Linked DNA regions of Rattus norvegicus: region 2 is linked to region 1. Evidence: chromatin contacts called from public Hi-C data. All regions are on one chromosome and are shown on one strand. Each heading gives the region's core, a stretch centred on a gene start, on an enhancer-like site or on the middle of the called end of the contact. The rest is flanking DNA. Distances are from core to core; before and after follow the strand shown.

What was found. A called contact is a pair of places that touch in the nucleus more often than the background predicts.
Region 2: a contact with region 1 is called in a Hi-C map of prefrontal cortex, with 1.9 times the contacts expected there. The contact joins the promoter of Egr3 here to the enhancer-like site in region 1. A contact is called at or near these places in 3 of 12 Hi-C or Micro-C datasets (frontal cortex, hepatocytes and prefrontal cortex).

Annotation. Positions count from the first base shown.
Region 1 is chr15:51,477,989-51,481,574 of GRCr8, reverse strand. The region is part of intron 3 of Pebp4 (phosphatidylethanolamine binding protein 4); the gene reads right to left. Among named protein-coding and RNA genes, the nearest start is that of Egr3, 81 kb to the left of the region's middle. Within about 2 kb of position 1,619, at least 37 of the 93 cell types and tissues checked have an H3K27ac peak or open chromatin away from gene starts, as enhancers often do. A contact at or near this core is called in prefrontal cortex, where this site is marked.
Region 2 is chr15:51,559,149-51,562,503 of GRCr8, reverse strand. Egr3 (early growth response 3) reads right to left here and starts at 2,022. Exons shown (of 2, transcript NM_017086.2): 1 at 1,741-2,022; 2 at 1-447. The coding sequence starts at 1,894.

The DNA of each region.
Region 1 (3,586 bases), core at 370-2,869:
AGAAAATGGGAGGTGGTAGCTCTCCAAACCTTCCTGATAATTTCCTTCCTGCACTTGTCCCTTGAAATGAAAAGTTGCTAGTTACTTCCCCTCCCTAAGGATGGCACATGAGAGGGACCAAAGCTTAAACTAGCCCACAGGAGACACATATAAGATGAGCTCTTACAGAACTCTGCTGGGCACTGCACAGGGCTAGATGTCCCCGGATGGTAGAGTTATTGGATCTCTTGGTCCTAGAGTTACAGCGCTCTCTGTCTCTCTCTGTGTCTGTGTCTGTGTCTGTCTGTCTGTCTGTCTGTCTGTCTGTCTGTCTGTCTCTCTCTCTCTGTGTGTGTGTGTGTGTGTGTGTGTGTGTGTGTGTACCAAGGCCAGGGAGATGGCTCCAGGCTCTTCCAGAGGACCAGAGTTTGATTTCCAGCACCTACATCAGACAGCTTACAAACTGGCAGTAACTCTAGGACCAAGGATCTGATAGCTCCAGCATCCTGGGACATCTGCATTCATAGAGACAGATTCCCCCCGCCCCCGCCCCCCACATACACATGATTAAAAATAAAATAAATCTTAAACAAAAATCTTCTTGTCCTGAGAAGTCTGACTTCATAAGATGTCAAAATATATAGAATGGGGAACAGGGGTACTTGTGATCCTGTCGAACCCTAGGTGAGGGTTTTGGGGGTCCTACCAACATTCAACCAGCCTTTTAAGGTCTCACAAGTCTCCTCTTGAGAGGATCCCTTTGAGAAGTGAGGCAGCTCCTCAGGGGTGGGTATGACTGGGCCTGAAGGCAAGGGTCTACCCCGCTGTATGTCTACTCAGTGGTTGGGAACCTTCAGCTAGAAAAACAAGAATGGATGCTAAAGTGTCAAGTACACCTCTCAGGTTCCAAGCACGATTCACACTCCCTGTGATTCTGACACTGGCGTGGAGCAAGCACCCCTCTTATGGCATGCTGACCTAAAGACCTCTTAGTGAGCTGCCCTAAAAGCCGCATGGGGTGGTCATCTACCTATATCCCCAGGTAAAGGAACAGACCGTTTCTGAGAACTAGCCCCTCCCCCCCCGCCCACGCAAAGCCTCACAGTTAGCAAGCAGATTTGCTGGGGTTCAAATCTGTATTTCTGTCTTCTGAGCGGACAGCCCTTGACCCTGGAATGGTAACTAAATACCCCTTGTTCCTGTTGGCCTGATCTTGGGTGCTGTGTGGAATGGTGTTCCCTGAACTATCACTTGGGGGAGGGGGACACACAGGGGAGGGGTGTGACAATCCCTCTTCTGTTCTTTGCCTAGCCCACCACAACAACGACATGTTGCCCTGGCAGGTAGGCGGCCTCTCTTGTCAGTCCTGTGGAGGAGTTGGGAGTTCCGGGAGAATAGGAGGGGGCTGGGGCTGGTGGAAACTCCCAGGCACGGGGCTGGGAGTGGGGAGGAGGGACACGGGGGTGGGTCCCAGGCTTTTCCCCACACTTCCTCAGGGATCGCTTTACATAACCAGGCCTGCTTAGTCACTGCTTTTTTACTTTTTTTTGGAAACAATTTTCTCAGCATCACAGCTCCCCGTCTCCATCCCTTACTAGTCACCGGTGCTAGGGAAGTCCCTTTTCTCCTGTTCCCTAGGCAACCCAGCACATTTGCCTTTCAAATGCTCCAAGGCCTGGGCGGGGGTAGGAGTTCCCTCCCCCTGTACCCAGGCCGCCCACACAGCCACTCCTGCCTCAGTTGGCATGTCAGGTGGCCCAGCTGCCAGAGACATCTGGGGAGACAAACTCTGATACCCAACCTCGGACCTCATTCTGGACCCTCTGGCTTAGGCCCCCAGCCCCTAGCCCATGTCTGGAGATGCCCATATGGGCCTTTGGATTTGGTTGGCTCTCATCCTTCTCTTGGGGAGAGAAAGCAAGCCAAGAATCCCAGTGAAGCGACAAAGCTGGGATTTTCTCAGCAAGGCCCACCCAGGGCACTTGAGGACTGTAGAGGCCATTCTGCTGCTATATCTAGGTGAAGGGCCTGGCATCTTGGTTCCTTTCCTCTCGGTATAGGGGAAGGATGTGGAGTGTGGTCTACTTCCTTCCTACTCTATGGGTCTCTTGAAACTGTTTGTGGCAGTCTTGGTTATACAACAGTGCACAGTGGCTTGGGAAAATTAGATTTGAGGTACTTAGGGTGGCAGTAGGTCTCTCTTGAGGTAAGAAACACAGGACAGAGAATTCAGAAGGCCTGAACTTGTGTGCCTCCCCCACTTCCTTATAAAAGGTGAGACAGAGAGGCACTATCTCTCTGTCTCCACTGCTGTCTCTTGCTGTGTGTGTGTGTGTGTGTGTGTACCTGCAAGCTCATGCATGTTACATGTCGGGGTCAGAGGACAACGTGTGGGAGTTGGTTCTTTCCTATCACCTGGGTCCCAATCTTTGTTCACTGGGTATATTGACAAACACTTTTACCCACTGAGCCATCTCATGGACCCCTTTAATGCTGTAATGATTGACACAAGGCGCTTGGGGTTATGAATCAAGGGCAGTTGTACCAACTATGCAACAAAGTAGTAGGTATTGCAGAATGCATAGAATCCTTTTTTTTGCTCCTTCATTCAGCACACAAGCACACATTTGGGGAATGCCTACTCTGTGCTAAGTGTTGTCTACATCCTTAAAAACTATTAGATCTAGACCTCACCCTCTAGCAGTGTGAAACTGTCCAAGTTATCCATCAGAGAGTGCTCGAAAACAGCCGTCTTCACACAGGGCCTGTGGACCACATGTGGAAAGTCTCACTCACTCTCAGAGGGATGTTAATTAGGGGAAAGGTATTGAGAATTCATATGAACCAACTGTGAACAGATTTCAAAAGGTTGGCAGATGAGCAAGAATTAGAAAATTCTACACCTTTGAGTATGTTTGAATGTGTATTTCTCTAGGACCATGGTTCAATCATTGTAATGCTGTGACCTCCTTAATAGTCCCTCATGTTGTGGTGACCCCAAACCATAAATCATTTTGTTGATTTGAATTGTAATGTAAGCATCTGTGTTTTCTGATGGTCTTAGGCGACCCCTGTGAGAGGGTTATTGAATTCCCAAAGGTTGAGAACCACTGCTCTAAGGAGAAGCCACCACTAGTTTCCTACTAGGAATGCTAATTCTCTAGAAGGTTCTCTAGAGATTGGCCCAGTTTCAGAAGCAGCAATGCTCCAGGGTATCATAGGAAGGAAATCTGCATCTGCACACATCTGGAGCTTAGTGTCCACAGTGACATCTTAGTAGCCAGTCTTCTAGATCTCCCAGTCTTGCCTCTGTCATAATTGTGGGAAGGGCCTGTGGCAGCCAGAGTCCCAAGAGATGTCAGCTATCTCAGGTCCAGCCTCTGTCAGGAGGTCGTGGTAGACACCAGCTTCACCTAGGGGCACATTCAGCTTCTCTACTGAAAAGCCCCCCCCCCCCCCCCCCCCCGCCACCACACATACACCACTGGGGGAGGCCAAGTCAGCTGGACTCCTGCTGCTCTGGAATTTTGGGGCAGCTGGATTCTCAGGCCCAAATCTCATTTCATTTCCTTTTTATATTTTGTTGATTCCCAGTCCTTTCTTGAGA
Region 2 (3,355 bases), core at 773-3,272, 81 kb before region 1:
TGGGGTGGTGATACAGGTTGTAGTCAGGAATCATGGGGAAAAGATTGCTGTCCAAGGCCGGCTTGGCCGATTGGTAATCCTGGGGGGAATAGGCGAGCCCTGGGTTCCCCTGGGGGTCGTGGAAAGACACCGGCTCCGAGTAGAGGTCGCCGCAGTTGGAATAGGGGGGCAGCGCCGGATACATGGCCTCCACGTCTCCCTGAGGAGGCTGCACCATGCTAGCCGTGGTCGTCTGCGTACTGAGCGCCCCTGAGGCCGGGGGCACCCCCAAGATGCCGGCACTCATGAGGCTAATGATGTTGTCCTGGCACCAGTTGGAAGGAGAGTCGAAAGCGAACTTTCCCAAGTAGGTCACGGTCTTGTTGCCTGGGGCTGGCTGGAAAGAGCCCGAATAAGAGAGTTCCGGATTGGGCTTCTCGTTGGTCAGACCGATGTCCATCACATTCTCTGCGGAGAGCGGGGGAGAGAGGGGAGGGGTGAGTGAAGCGGAGCCGGCTCCGGGCCGCGGCGCCCAGGTCCTTGCCCAGGAGTAGAGGGTGCGGCCGGCTGGAGTGCGCAGCGCGTGGGGTAAGAGGAACGCTGAACCCGGCGCAAAGCGGGCGGTGCCGCGCTCCCTGGCGCAACCTGGATACAGCAAAATACTACGGATCGGGGTGTGGAGTGGCTCCGGCACACACACCGCACACGCCGCGCACACACTCACGTACCACACACATACACGCACGCGCGCGAGAGAGCATTGTTGTTCTTCCCGAGGTGGGGCGGACAGGTAGCTGCAGCTACAGGTAGTTTCAGACCCGGAGCGCGCCCGGCTCTTGCTCTCCAGCACACACAACTCGACCTCTTCCCCGGGCCCTGTCTACTCCAAGACGCCGCGCCTTCATGCCCCAAGAGATGTCCCCCTACGCGCGCTGAGCCCGGGTGGCCGACCCAAAGAGCTTCGACGCTTTTGTCCTCGGAGCGCAGAAGGGTGCCGCCCGTAAAGGGAGCCTCTCCCGGCCCTAGTCTCCTCCCGGCCTGAAGGAGCTTTCTGCTCGGGCTGGAGGAGAAAAGCCTAAACCCAGCTAAGGAGAGTGGAGAGCGGCGGAAAACTGGCCGATGTCTCCACGGCGGGAGCGGCCACCTTCCCAAGCTCCCGGGTCCCAGGATCGCCCCCGGTGGCAAACCCTTTCCCCCGCCCCGTGGGTGAGCCCCCTCCCTCTCCCCGCCGTACCCACACCCCCAATGGCTTTGCTGAACGCCCCGGAAAGGCAGCGTCGCAGTACCTCTCCCACCGTGGGGACTCCACGCCGCACATGGCTCCATCCCGGGTGGGAGGCTGAGGGAGTAAGGGGGGAGAGCGCGGGTGAAAAAGACGCTAGGCTCCTCCCGAGAAAGGGGGCTACAGTACCACGCCTAGAGCGCAGCCCAGCGATCCGGCCCCCTGCGTGGGGAGGGAGAACCCCAGAGCTGCTCGCACCTACCTCCCTCCGGTCGGCGGCTGCCCCCACCCGGGAGAACCAAAGCCTCAACCGTGGCGTCTCCAACCAAGCCTTCCCGATCTCGGAGGGCGGGAGGAGTGGGTGGGAAAAGCAACTCGCCCCCCAGAAAATTCCCAGCGCGCCCCCCATCTTTCCATCCGTCTCTCCATCCATCCATTTCTGCATCCATCGATCTATGCATACATCGCTAGCTCTCTCCCTCCTCCTCGTCCTCCCCCTTTCCTTTCTCGCTGCCTCGCCGCCTCACGGCCACCCTTACCTGTAGCCATCTGAGTGTAATGGGCTACCGAGTCACTGCTGCCGGAGAAGAGGTTGAGCGCGCTGGGGATCTCCTCGGGGTACAGATTGTCAGGCAATTGATTTAGCAAACTGCTCATGGTCACCGGCAGCTTCTCGGCGAGTTTGCCGGTCATAGCACTCCCGAGCTACAGCCGCCACCGCCGCCGCCGCCGCCACCGCCGCCGCCTGTTCCTAACGCAGCTTCCAGGCTAGCGGCATCCGAGAGGCGATCCGTGGTGCAGGGGAAAAGCATGCGAGAGGGAAAGTTCGGGGGGAGGGGGGAGTGAAAAGGGGAAGGGGTGGGTCAGGGGAGGGGATCTATTCTTTTTTGGGGAGGTGGGTGGGAGAGGGGCAGAGAGGGTAATCCTCTCGGGTGCCTCAGCTGGTGCCGTGCGACGCTGGGTCGTGGGGGTGGGGTGGGGCGTGTGCGGGGAGTGGGATGGGGGCTGGGCTGGGGGGGATCTAGGCTCCAGGGGGTCAGACGCGGCTTCAGTATTGATCTCACAGACACGCGCCCGCCGACCCCCCCGCCCCCCCGATCTGCCACAGCCGCCGCCGCCGCCGCCGCTGCCGCCGCCACCTCCTCTGCTGCTGCTGCTGCTGCCGCTGCTGCCACCACCACCAACCAGCCCCGCTGCTTCCTAGCTAGCTCACTGCTGCCCAAAAGCTCCCAGCCAGGGAACTCCACCAGTCTATTTATCTGAGCCCCGGGAAAGCTCCGTGACGTAGCTGCCCATATATGGACAGACAAAGCCCAGCCGAAGGGGCGCGACGTCACAATGGAAGCTCCTCACAATGGAACATTAGAAAGCAGGAAGCGGGCCGCAGCCAACGTGCAGCGCCCGCACCGCTCGCCGTTCTTTATGAAAAAAAAAAAGTCAATTAGAAGATTAGAAAGAAGGAAAGCGAGAGGAGAAAAGAAAAGAGGGACGAAGCCGAAAGCAAAGCACGCGATGCGCAGTAACTAAACCTGTAGGTTTTTATTTGAGGGCTGCATTAGAGACAGAATTTAGCGGCTGGAGGGGTGGAGTTGTTTGCAATTGGCCTCCAGCACTCCAGCAGGAAAAAGAGTTCAGTACACTAGGGACAGGTTCCTTAGCAGTCTGGGAATTGTTGGGAAAGGGGGAGATGACCGCTTCAACCCAGGTTCCCGCATATAACTCCTGCCCTTCATTCAGCATCCTATCTTGATTGGACTCATGGAGAGAGGGAATACTTCCCTTTGGAGAAGGGGTTCCAATGTCCCAAGGCTCCTTAGTCTTGGACAGCTAGAACTTTTCGAGCCGACTTCATTCCGATTCACCGCCCACAGACCCGGCCCCTCCCTTGGGGCTCCTGACCCTGCACTGACTCTCAGTTGAACGCAGTGGCGGAGTAATGTGTAGCCGACTAGCTAGTTTCGCAGTGGGCAGAAGCTCCACACTTCTAGGGACGAGGGCATGAGTTTTTGGTGGAGATTAGGAAAGAGTGAAGTTTAGGGGGACAGAAAACACGTGCACCAACTAATTACCAGATAAATTCCCTAACGGTTCTAAAGCAAACCCCTTTGGCCACAGGATGGCAGGAGGGCCCAGCAGGCCGGGGCACAGTCGCTA